2 separate regions of the Mus musculus genome follow, and region 1 is linked to region 2. A link is a contact called in public Hi-C data. All regions are on one chromosome and are shown on one strand. The core of a region is the stretch at or near the end of the contact, and the rest is flanking DNA. Distances in the headings are between cores, read along the strand shown. Region 1 holds the start of Pde3a (phosphodiesterase 3A, cGMP inhibited). Region 2 has its middle 86 kb from the start of Pde3a.

What was found. Hi-C and Micro-C count contacts between places; a contact is called where the count stands out from the background.
Region 1: a contact with region 2 is called in a Hi-C map of uterus, with 2.4 times the contacts expected there. The contact joins the promoter of Pde3a here to the enhancer-like site in region 2. A contact is called at or near these places in 2 of 39 promoter capture datasets (both in liver), 10 of 484 Hi-C or Micro-C datasets (embryonic fibroblasts, liver, muscle stem cells and 2 more), 1 of 115 datasets of contacts at active chromatin or transcription factors (neural progenitor cells) and 1 of 9 other capture datasets (adipose tissue).

What each region holds. Positions count from the first base shown.
Region 1 is chr6:141,247,980-141,254,430 of GRCm38.p6, forward strand. Pde3a (phosphodiesterase 3A, cGMP inhibited) reads left to right here and starts at 1,290. Exons shown (of 16, transcript NM_018779.2): 1 at 1,290-2,564. The coding sequence starts at 1,611. Gm28523 (a long non-coding RNA gene) reads right to left here and starts at 2,676. Exons shown (of 2, transcript XR_378118.4): 1 at 1,198-2,676.
Region 2 is chr6:141,160,386-141,166,676 of GRCm38.p6, forward strand. No RefSeq gene overlaps it. Among named protein-coding and RNA genes, the nearest start is that of Pde3a, 86 kb to the right of the region's middle. Within about 2 kb of position 1,681, at least 9 of the 459 cell types and tissues checked have an H3K27ac peak or open chromatin away from gene starts, as enhancers often do. A contact at or near this core is called in uterus, where this site is marked.

The DNA of each region.
Region 1 (6,451 bases), core at 40-2,539, 87 kb after region 2:
TGTGGCAAACAGACCTTCCACCTGGAGCAGAGTGTGAATGAGCCTTTGAGATGGGTTTCCAGCTATCCTGAGGGAGGGCACACTCTCATGCCCAGGATCTTCTCCTGGTTAAAAGCTCAGACAGAAGTGCCATTTTTCAAGAACATGAGCTAGCATGCAAGCTTTCATCCCTCAGAGCCATCCACAAATCCCAGCATCAGGGCTGCCAGGACCACCCCCACCCACCCCCTCTCTTTAGCTGGTAGGACCCATCTCTAGAAATGGAGTAGTCCAGCCCTGAGCAATAACTGCCATGCTTGAGCCTAGGGAGTTCCTAGGGAGTTCCCTTAAAACCCAGCAAGAGGCAGAACTGTGGCCCCTGCAGAGGCCTCTCTTGGAGTTTTAAGCACTCAGTTCCACTGTTTTCTCCCTTGCAAAAACAGCAGCCACCATGCATCAAAAGGAAAGATGATTATTTAAAGAAAAACAAGAAAAGGGCCTCACTTTCTTCCTGTTCCTACCGGTTACTCACCAGCTCACGGATCTCCCTCCTCCTCTCTGATACTGCAGCCTCTCCTCACACTGTGTTCTTGGGTGAAACTTAGCAACTTCTGCAATAGGTCTCAGTTCTTCTCTCTCTCCTTCCTTCCTCTCTCCCTTCCTTCCTTCCTTCCTTCCTTCCTTCCTTCCTTCCTTTCCTCCCTCCCCCTCTCTTCTCTCTCTCTCTCTCTCTCTCTCTCTCTCTCTCTCTCTCTCTCTCTCTCTCTCTCTCTCTCTCCTTCCTTCCTTCCTTCCTTCTTCCCTTTCATCCTACTTTTTGTCATGAACTGGGTAGAGAGGCTGGAAGGCTCTGCTTCCTACCTCTGCAAAACAAGGGGTCTGCATCCTGGGGCATCGCCCAAGCTCGGGGTGGGGGTGGGGTGAGGTCCGCCAAGGAGAGCAAGCGGGCGAGAGAGAGGAGAGATAAAGAGGAAAATTGGGAGAGGTAAAGAAAGAAAGGGGGAGGGGGAAAAAGGGGAGGAGGGAGAGGGAAGAGTCGGAGGGAGTGGGGAGACGGAGGGGGAGGGAGGGAGGGAGGGAGAGAGAGGGGAGAGAGAGAGAGAGAGAGAGAGAGAGAGAGAGAGAGAGAGAGAGAGAGAGAGAGAGAGAATGAATAAGAGAATATGCTGCGGGGGGGGGGGGAGTGAGGGAAGGGGGAAGGGGAGGTCAGACACCTACCGTCCCTGAACGCCCAAGGATGGCCTGAGCTCGCCCAGTGCCCCAGCCTGCCTCAGCATCAGCGGTCCCTGAGCACTCAGTGAGTTGAGCAAGTGTTAAAATCCCGAAGTAGGAAGAGACCCCGCAGGGTATAAACTCTGGCTGAGGGTGGAGCGGAGGACTTTTAAGAGAGAAAGGAAAGGAGAGAGGGAGAGGGAGAGGGAGAGAGAGAGAGAGAAAGAGAAAAGGAGAGGAGTGGGGGTTGAAAATTCCAAGGCTGATCCTGCTAGCTGCCAACTTGAAGTCTTCAGCTCGCACTCTTGAGTTCTCTGCAAGGCTGAAACTTCGCGTAGATCCGGAAGAAGTGATTCCGAGAGTGGGCTCGAGAAGAGCGCGGACGCGCGAGTGGGACGGGTGGGGGTTGTCCGCAGAGCATGGCAGTGCGGGGCGAGGCCGCCCAAGACCTAGCCAAGCCGGGCCTCGGAGGGGCGAGTCCCGCCCGTGTGGCAAGAGGGAACCACCGCCATCGTGGCGAGTCCTCTCCATCCCCTCGGGGCTCCGGCTGTTGTTGGAGAGCCCTGGCGCTGCAGCCGCTCCGGCGCTCGCCTCAACTCTCCTCGGCGCTGTGCGCGGGCTCCCTGTCCGTGCTGCTGGCGCTGCTGGTGAGGCTGGTCGGCGGGGAGGTCGGAGGCGAGCTGGAGAAGAGTCAGGAGGCGGCGGCCGAGGAGGAGGAGGAGGAAGGAGCCCGAGGGGGCGTCTTCCCGGGCCCTCGGGGAGGTGCTCCCGGGGGCGGCGCGCAGCTCAGCCCTTGGCTGCAGCCGGCCGCGCTGCTCTTCAGTCTCCTGTGCGCCTTCTTCTGGATGGGCTTGTGCCTGCTGCGCGCCGGGGTGCGCCTGCCTCTGGCCGTCGCGCTGTTGGCCGCCTGCTGCGCCGGGGAAGCGCTGGTGCAGCTCTCCTTGGGCGTGGGGGACGGTCGCCTGCTGTCGCTGCCCGCCGCGGGGGTCCTGCTCAGCTGCCTAGGTGGCGCGACATGGCTGGTGCTGAGGCTGAGGCTGGGCGTCCTCATGGTCGCCTGGACTAGCGTGCTTAGGACGGTGGCCCTGGTTTCTCTGGAGAGGTTCAAGGTCGCCTGGAGACCTTACCTGGCATACTTGGCGGCCGTGCTTGGGCTGCTGCTGGCCAGGTACGCCGAGCAGATCCTGCCGCAGTGCTCCGGGCCGGCTCCGCCCAGGGAGCGGTTTGGGTCCCAGTTGAGCGCGAGGACCAAGGAAGAGATTCCGGGGTGGAAGAGGAGGAGGCGGTCCAGCTCGGTGGTGGCCGGCGAGATGTCCGGCTGCAGTGGCAAGTCTCACCGGAGGACCTCCCTGCCCTGCATACCCAGGGAGCAGGTAAGCTGGGGCTGCGCCTTTGGGGTTGCTCCTGGGAAACTTGAAACAGTCAAAGTGCAGGGAGTGGGGCGCAAGCGGCCGGGAAGCCAGCCTGCCAAACAGTAAAACTTTACACTGTACTAAGAAAGATTTCTTTTTTCTTTTTCTTTTTTGCCCGTTCTCTGTCCCTTGGAGTAGTTTACAGCCAGAACAACAGAAAACAGGAAAAAGTAAAAAACAGAGTGGCCTTACCCAGACTTCCACAGCTGGGCCCTGTTTTCAAATCTCCTACACCTGGTTTTTGAGTCCCTGCGTTTCTTGAAGCATTTCTGCCCTCCCTGAATTTTTGGAAGTTATTTATTTATTGCAAGTGGCTTTCAGCACGTGCGTCTTCTATATTTCTGTGTCTTTAAAGAGATAATAATTTTTTTTTCTTATCAAGTGCCAGGTAAACAGTTACAAAAACTAGTAAGGAAGTTTCAGTAGCCAGGCAGGCATCCTGGATGGTCAGAGGCTGGACTCGCACTCCTGTTTTCGCAGTGACTCTTGTTTAGAGGCACAGCATCAGATGGCAGCCAGTCTGCTTTTAGATATACTTTAGTTGCTACACAGCACTGTGTTGAACTCTGAACTGAGGCTTTACACTTTAGGGCTATGTGTGAACTTTAGAATGGCACAGAATTGGGCGCAATGCTTTTATTGTTCATTCAGAAAAGTAACCTTCCTCGTGGGCGTTTATACACCCAAATGGAGAGGCAGACATTCAAGAGACTTCCTCAGGGTTTGCAGGAAGTATTGATCCAAACTCTCTTAGGATTGCTAGCGATATGTGTCTTGGAGGAAGGAGGAGGTGGGGGAGTGGAATTCGGAGTGAAGTGTGTGCAGCAGTTTCCCAGTAATTATTTGGGGGAGGGGATTGCAAACATCTTTAGTGTCATGGGACACTTACCCTTCATACTTTAGGAGAACCATTTCCAATTTTAAACACAAGCTGTACCTAAGCTCTTTCCTTCAGTTTTCTCCACCAGGGTTGACATTTGTTGAAGGGGTTGGGAAAGCTGATTCTGCGCTCTAAATAGAAATTTGCACTTTTTTTCTACTTAAATTCATACCTACCCATGATCCCCTTAGGATGACTTTCAGGTTGAAAGGCTGTCCCTATGATATAGTAAGCGTTTTCTTTTCGGGTTATCCTAGGGATAAGTGTTAGCTATCCTTTAGAAATATATCAGCCACCATATGGTGTGAGTGGTTGGGTTGTCTCAGAAAGGGAGCTGATTGCCCAGATGGATAGCTCGTGGACTTTATGTTGTGGACTGGATGACAGCAGTGCATGCTTGCGCTTACTGTAAAACAAATGTACTTATTTAACTTTTTGTTTAGCAGAAAAAATATTTCTGGGTTTAAATCTGTTCTAAGAGTCAAGGGAAAAATACAGGCCACTGACTGACACTTTGTTTGTATAGAAATTTGGAAATTGTTATAACAAGTTATGTACCGATGGGTGCAGGAGAGATAGATAGATGAGAGAGAGAGAGAGAGAGAGAGAGAGAGAGAGAGAGAGAGAGAGAGAGAGAGTTTTTGAATGAAAGTATGACTATTAAAAACACCCGACAACACACTTGTCTTTAACTTAAAGGGAAATGTGATGTAGTCCTTGCCAACATTGAAGCCTAGCTTATAGGAAAAATCTGGATTGAATCAGAAGTAATTTGACTCTGCAGTGATGCCACTTAGCCCTCAAAATTAAATTTCTGACGTTTTGGATTAAGAGAGTTCAGAGTGGATTTGAGATCAGAAGGCCTCCAGGTGACCAGAGCAGCTTTGCTGATGAACATAGACTAGACATGTGTGCAGGTTTTTTCCTTCTCTCCCTGCTTCCAACTAGTAAACTAGGGCCTGCGATGATCTTACAAGAGTCTCATTGAACTTGGCATCCTCAGAAGCAGTAATTACTTGGAGAGTGCGCGTCTATCATCTATCCTGATCATTTTCTTTGGGAATTCTTCTTCTTCAAGGCTGTGTTGATGAAGAAGGTTGTAAATCAAGATACTCTCACTCAGGCTGACAGGAGGCCCTGGGTGCACGCGGGACCCTTGAAGCTTGGTTTTTATATATGAGCCATTAAAGGTGTTACTGCACATAATTGTGGGTACTGGGTGGTGCTGACGTGGAGTAGTATCTTCTGAAGTAGGGTGAGGTGACAGCTCATACGTTGGCCGAACTCTGTGAAAAGGTTGGGAGCCATATAGTAAATGGCTTATCTTTTTTATCACAAGGAAGCAAACTTCTGATTAAGAGGGCAAAGGGTGCCATGATCATTTGCATACTTGACGAAGTCCAGAATGAACATAAGTATAAAATGAACAGCTACCACTTCCCCGGGTGCTGTCTGGTTAGTTCTTTTCTGAACAAGGCAGTTCTTGTAGGCAACCAGTGAGTTTTAAATAGTGCTGGAAGGCAGGAAAGACAGAGGTTTCTTAAGAACCGACTGACATAGCTGTTGCTCATTGTGGAATGTAAAGGTGAGAGAGTTGGGGTATTGCTCTTCTCTGTGTGGGTGACAGTGAACACTACTTGTGAATTCTCTCTCTAAAGAGGCACAGAAGAATGTATGCTGAGATTCTCATAAGACAAGCAGACCTCCCTCTGTCCTTCTCTCTCTCCTCCCCTGAAGTCTAGAATTATGTATTCCCTGTAGAAATGAATTTGTAGCACAGATAATTTGCAGCAAAGAAAGGAAATGCAGGTCTAGATTTTGGTCAGAGAATTGGGGTAGGCACAAGGTGTGTCCTAAGGCAAGTGTCTTCTAATGAGGAACAAAGTTGACAACATCTTTGTTGCCCACTCTTGCCAACCCTGTATCCTCAAGACTGAGCCTAGGTTCTTAGATGTGTGTGCTAAATGACACATTTTCGGCTGATGGTCTGGGAAGACTGGGGCTTGCTAAGGTGTCTATGTCTTCTGGAAGTGAATTCTCACATTTGACGACAGACAGTTATAACCTTGTCAATTTGATTCTGCACTAGTGCCAACATCCAATATGCAGAAGTACCCAGCATTTATTGAACGATCGTGACCAATAAGTTTTATTTTCAATACAAAGTTAGTTCTGCAACTCTCAACTTTTGGAAAACACTTGAGGCATGCCTGTTCTCTTGTATGCCTCACAGAACACTACTGGACATTCTCTTCTCTGAAATTACTGAATCCAGCTTGCCCATTCATTTCTAATGGATTCCAAACCAAATGTAATTTTGTTTTACTTACTAGTTAAGAATTTAATACGTTAAATATAGGGTATCATAGGGAAAAGGCAGAAGTCGCCCTGCTTCCCCCACGAATGCCTTTGAGCCACATTAATGACTAATTTCTTTGTGATAGACACAAAGGCAGTCAGAAATGTACAAGATATATTGTTTGCCTTACTAAAGCAAAAGCTATACTCTGCCGAGACTATTTCTTTAAACGTTCCATTGAGAATCACTAGCCTATGTGAATGTACTTGCATTGGAATATAAGTTTGGTAGCAGAGAGGGTCAAGTTGTTAAGCACTGGTGTGAAAGGGTATTTTAAAGTGCCCCCAACCTCCCATGCAAACAATAAAAAAAGAAAGATAGGATAATGGTTTCTTTTGGTACTCACTGGAGGGTGGGCATGTGGTGGGCTTTCTTAAATGCCATTACTTTAAAACAAATAGAGCTTGATAGCTTTCCCAGTACAAAGCACAGAAATATTTCTTCTCAAATAATTTTTGAGGCAGTTTGTTTTTCAGTTACATGTGTGCAGTAAGCATGAGTTCATGCATACATACTCACTATAGTGTGTGTGTTTGGGGGGTCAGAGGACAACTCCAGGATTTAGCTCTCCTGACTACCATGTGGGTCCTGGGCATCTCTCTCCGGTCA
Region 2 (6,291 bases), core at 431-2,930:
TTCAGTCTGGTTTCAATGATTTGTGTGTGTGCTGATATGTGGATGGTTCCCAGAGTGTAAACATTCTGATGTTTTCTCCCATAGTTCTTAAGAACTTCTTGTGAACTGATACCCACTGGTTTTAGCTACACCGTGGGAGCCAGATGGCACTCAGGGCCCTTCTTGGAAGTGATGCGTCACTGCAGACAGCAGCACGTGCCCAGGGGACAAAGAGTCAAGGAAGCAGCAAATGATAGAAGACGACATCATCTCTCCCAAGGACCAAGGAACTGGGTGGGATGGGTGAGAGAAATAGTTCTGGAATTTAAAAACATTCCTTGATGATTCTGGAGAAAGCAGGGAGGAGAGAGAATGTTGTAAGACCAGGCATCTGCTGCCTGAAAACGCATGCTAACTGTGCTCAAGTGACAAAGTGACTCTTGATACCTGGGGCAGAAAAAGTAATAGGAACAAGATTTTAAAAGACAGACATTTCTAAAAACAATTTATCCTGTCCGCCACTAAGCATATAACAATTACATTAATCGCTTATGTTGATAGATTTACATATGAACAATACATATTCATTAATTGAATATATAAAACAGGTCAGCTATCAGTAATTATTGTTAATGATGCATAATATAAAGATAATAAATATTAGGGCTAGAGTGATAGATCAGCTGTTAAGAGTGCTTGCAACTTTCCCAGAAGACTGAGATTTGATTCCTAGCACCCTCATGGCACCCTCATTCCATAACTTTTCCAGGGAATCCAATGCCCTCTTCTGTCCTTCATGGGCACCAGGCATGCAAGTGGCACATGGAAATATATGTAAGCAGAACACCTATCCAACTAACACATGTATGACCTATGGATACATACAAAATATATTTGTTTTCATATATTTATTTATAATAAATAAAATATTTACTATCTTTAATCACAAGTTTTTGATGAGAAATTTTAAAAACTTAAATTTTGTGTTTTGTGTGTGTGTGCATGTGCAAGCACATGTGTGCCTGAGTCCTATGTTAGATGTATGGAGGTCAGAGGATAACTTATGGGCTTTGGTTCTCTCCTTCCATCATGTGGTTCCCAGGGATAGAATTCAGATGCTCGGGTCATCAGGCTTGGCCGCAAGTGCAGTTACCCACTGAGCCATCCTACTGGCAGAAGGCATTGAGCAGCAGTAGCAGCAGCAGCAAGAACAACAACAAATATAAAACATGTCATCCTATGCTAAATTTGAACTTTATGAAGGTTTGCTCAGTCATTATTCTTGTTCATTTAAATTTGCTCTCTGGACACAATTATATAAAATAACTCGTCCAGTGTTTAATCCACAAGGAATCATTTTTCCCAGCTGACAGCACTCTGGGAAAAAGTTAAGCAGACCATGGGGCCTGTGCAGCTGAGGATCATCAAAGCTCAGCACAGGGCGGAAATGCAGGATGTAAAAGCCATCTGGCCAGACATCATCAGCAAATTTTCACAAGGAGATCTAGCTTTTGTTACAGTGCAGAACAGAATTGTTTACACCCTCTTCATAAAATAAGTGATTCAAGGTTTAGGGGTGGGGTGTATCCCAGCAGGGCTGTCTTCAGACACCAAGAACGGGAGGACTTTCCATTCTCAAACATCTGTAGTTAAGACTAAGACTGTGGGGTAGGACACCTGACTCATAGCTCCCCCAGTCAGACTACACAGGAGTGTACAGCTGTGGGAGGACCTTAGGAAACAGGACACAATGACTGCTGCACTCAGGCCATAGCTAGCTTCTCTGTGATGGGTTAAAGCTCTGTGTGCTCACTAGTTATCTATCCTTTCCTGTTGATATTCACACTTGTTTTTCTTCCCATAGCCCCTTTCTTCTTGGACTTGCCCAGGCTAGCTCAATTTGGGACATGACTTCCTGTTTAGCATTTCCTATATAGGGAATGTGGATTAGTGCCTAAGAAATGATAAAACTCCAACTTTCAATGTTGTGCATTTTCGCTGTTTTTTTTTTTTTACACACACAATGAAGTCACGAACTTGGTGCTGTAGTTTGAAGTCTTAATGCTTCTTGCATTTGTTTATTCAACAGATATTCGATGTCTCCATGTAACAGGTATTTATACACGCCAGAAATAGCATAGAAGACAAAAAAAGAGCTAATAAATAAAAATAATGTCATCATTGTGCTAATATCCAGAAACTAGGTCTATTATACACATCTTTACATGTTAACATCTTCAAGCTTTATTTTTATGTGAGTCTGTGCGTGAGTGTATCACTTGCGGTTGAAGGAACACAGATGGCCAAATCCAGCAGCTTTCATGTGGGCTTTTGCCTCCAATTGCTTTCAGTTTCATCAGTGAGCTTTAGAGTAACTAGTTCTAATTTTCAATGTTTTCAGAAAGCTCGGCTGCCCTACAGTGTGATTCCAGTACACAGAGGAAACAATTTTCCAAGTGTCTGCGAGCACTGCAGCAGGAGCGTTGTTGCTTCAGTTGTGTGGTGGGTGTGCCCGTGCAGCTTCAGAGATTTACTTTAGGGAATCTAAAAGAATTATTTCCCCCCATTTTTGCACATACACATGCATATATGTGTCTCTTTGTGATATGCATATGTATGTATGGACACAGGTATGTAGAAGCATATGTGCATATATACCTCTCCATCAAACCTAGAAATCGTGGGCATAACTAGTCTCTAGAGTAAGCTTATGCTGGGGCTCCATCTTTGCTTTCCAAGTCTAGAATTACCGGTGGTCCACCATACCCTCCCAGCAGTCATATCTTACACGCGTTCTCGCGACTGGCCAAGAAGAACACAACAAACCGGAATCTTCTGCTTACATCTTCAGGAGCCAGAGAGCAAGAGAGCAAGAGCAAGAGCAAGAAAAAGAACAAGAACAAGAAAGCAAGAGAGAGAGAGAAAAAGCAAGAACAAGAGAGAGAGAAAGAATGGCAAAACCCCGTCCCTTTTAAGGAGAATTATCCTCCGCCTAGGACGTATTACTCCCTGATTGGCTGCAGCCCATCGGCCCAGTTGTCATCACGAGAAAGGCAGAACACATGGCGGGAAAACTGCCCCTGCACGTGTGCAGATTATGTTTACCACTTAGAACACAGCTGTCAGCGCCATCTTATAATGGCAAATGTGAGGGCGGCTCCTCACAGTCATATATGTTCTAGGGATCAGGATATTTTCCACAATCTTTCCTGCTTTATCACTGAACAGTACCCATCCCAAACCCAGGAATAATTCTTTTTTTTAAATTAGGTATTTTCCTCATTTACATTTCCAATGCTATCCCAAAAGGCCCCATACCCTCCCCCCCACTCCCCTACCCACCCACTCCCACTTCTTGGCCCTGGCGCTCCCCTGTACCGAGGCATATAGTTTGCAAGACCGATGGGCCTCTCTTTCCAATGATGGCTGACAAGGCCATCTTTTGATACATATGCAGCTAGAGTCAAGAGCTCCGGGGTACTGGTTAGTTCATATTGTTGTTCCACCTATAGGGTTGCAGTTCCCTTTAGCTCCTTGGGTACTTTCTCTAGCTCCTCCATTGGGGGCCCTGTGTTCCATCCAATAGCTGACTATGAGCATCCACTTCTGTGTTTGCTAGGCCCCGGCATAGCCTCACAAGAGACAGCTATATCAGGGTCCTTATTCACCTTGTCTTTTCTGTACTTCCAATAGCTTCTGAGACAATAGCTAGGAATATCTCAGTCAAGCAACTGAGCTATTAGTGACAGAAGTTGGAATAAAACTCTTGAGAGTAACAGAGGGAAAAAAAACACATGGTAACATCCCAACAGAGAAGACTGGAAAAAAATGTTGTGCAAGCTGTCAACCCTCTGGGGTTCAGGAACTGGGTGAGAGTCCAGTCCAAAAAGGTGAGGTCATTAGCCCAAGCAACTTAGGTCAAGCACATGTTAAAAGCTATAAATTCAGTTGTCAGTTTATTAATCTCTTTTCTAACTTGTAGAACTCAAGCCAACTAGGCCAAGCAGAAAATTATCATTTTTTATCTACTTGGACAATGCATAATAATTTTTTTATAAGTAAAACTATAAACTTTAAGTTTTTCTTTGAAAACGGTTTTATTTTTAGTGCTCTCACAACCAGTATTGGAATGGATAAGGCCTCCCTCTTTTAAGTCATGTATCTCATGTTAAATAGCTCCTTTAATGTCCTACATAACTCAGGTCCAAATGATCAGTTTTCCTGTCCCCACCACCAGAATATCAGCCATGCTCTTATAGGGACCAACTAAGACCATGACATTAAAATGTATCTCATTTTTCAGGCAATGATCTTCAACATTACAGCCTCTTTAAAAATATTTATAATTTAAATCTTAAAAAAAAAAACAGGGCTGGAGAGATGGCTCAGTGGTTAAGAGCACTGACTGGCTGCTCTTCCAGAGGTCCTGAGTTCAATTCCCAGCAACCACATGGTGGCTCACAACCATTTGTAATGAGATCTGATACCCTCTTCTGGTATGTCTCGAGACAGCAACAGGGTACTCATACAAATAAATAAATAAATCTTTAAAAAATATTTATAATTCTGTGTAGATGTATGTATCTATGTTTGTGTGCATATGTGCAACTAAGTACTATAGTAGGCTAGGAAAGGGCTTTAGAATCCTAGCATTAGAGTCATAGGGCATGGCGAGCCCCCAGTAAGGGTGCTAAGAACCATACTTAGGTCCTCTGCAAGAATAGCAAGTGCTCTTAACAACTGAGCCATCTCTACAAACCCTACAGTCACTTTCCGATAATCTCCTTGATTCTCTTTCCACAGTTCATAATCTAAATTGTTTTTTAGTGTATAAATAGGTTAGCAATTCCTAGCCTCAAAATTTTGGCTACTATCTAATCAACTATTTGGAGAAATGTAAATACTTTATGCATTACAAAGCCTTTTCATACACTCTCATCTGTGTTTTCAACTTCATCTCTCTCTGTACGCAAATATATAGTTTACACTGAGTACTTCAAATCTATAGTTTCTAAATACAATTTGTTTCTTTTATTTTACATTTTACATGTGTTATTTTTCCACTTGTAGATGCCCTTGCCTGCGGGGGGGGGAGGTGTCCTTCTTCTGAAAATATCTAGAATTTTGTGACATAATAAATAATTTTCTATATTGTATTCCTATACTATTCGTTGTTGTTAGCTTGACTACATCTGGAACTAACCAAACCCAAGTGACTGGATATACCTTGGAGAGATTTTTCTTGATTGAATCATGTGACGTGGGAAGACTGACCCTAAGCTGAGATCTTTTGAGGTGGCCTGCACCTGCTGGTGGCAGTCTACATAAAACGATGTGGAAGAAGGGAGCTTTTGCTCTTAGCCTTCTTGCCCTCACTTTTCCTGGGAAGTTCGTTCCTTGTCTGGTTTTAAAACCTACTTCTTTGGGATTCCAACATATACTGAAGACCAGCAGAGACATCCAACTTCATAGCCAGGACAGATATAGGATTCTTCAACTTTCCATCAGGAGACAATCATTGTTAGAACAGTTGGGTTATTATCCATTAGAATAGTTGTATGGTATCCATTCTGATAAATCTCTCTCTCTCTCTCTCACACACACACACACACACACACACACTCACACACACACACTCACACACACACACACACTCACACACACACACTCACACACACACACACACGCACACACACTTGCATATACACATACACACGCATGCACACACATATGTGCATGCATACATACAGACACACATACACAGACACACCGACACACACACACACACACACACACACACACACACACACACACACACACTCACTCATGTATGCATGCACACACACATGCAGGCACGCATGTACCCTCCCAGTTCTGTTCCTCTAGAGAACCCTGACTGATGGATTCACACATTGCATTATTCTATTATACTTTGGTCACTTTCTCTGCCTTTTACCTCAGTCATGAACTTCTTGAGGGTAAGGATCAGGCCATTGAATTTTGGCCCAAACAGTTAGCATAATATGCAACACACACACTTAAAAAATGAACAAAGAAAAGAAACTCAATGAACACTAAGAAGATTGATTGATTTTCTAAAACTTTCTTAAATGTTTTAAAAAAGAAAATCAGCCTTAGTAGACCTATCTGGTGTTATTTATTTCATGAGTACTCTGATGTTTCTTTCTATCTTAGGAAGAATTTTAAACAACTGTAAAAACACTTAGCCACAGGCAATGGTGGGGACTCACTGTGTCTCTTTCATGAATCATAGTGACTAATAGATAATCAATGATGAATGAAGGTAGAGAA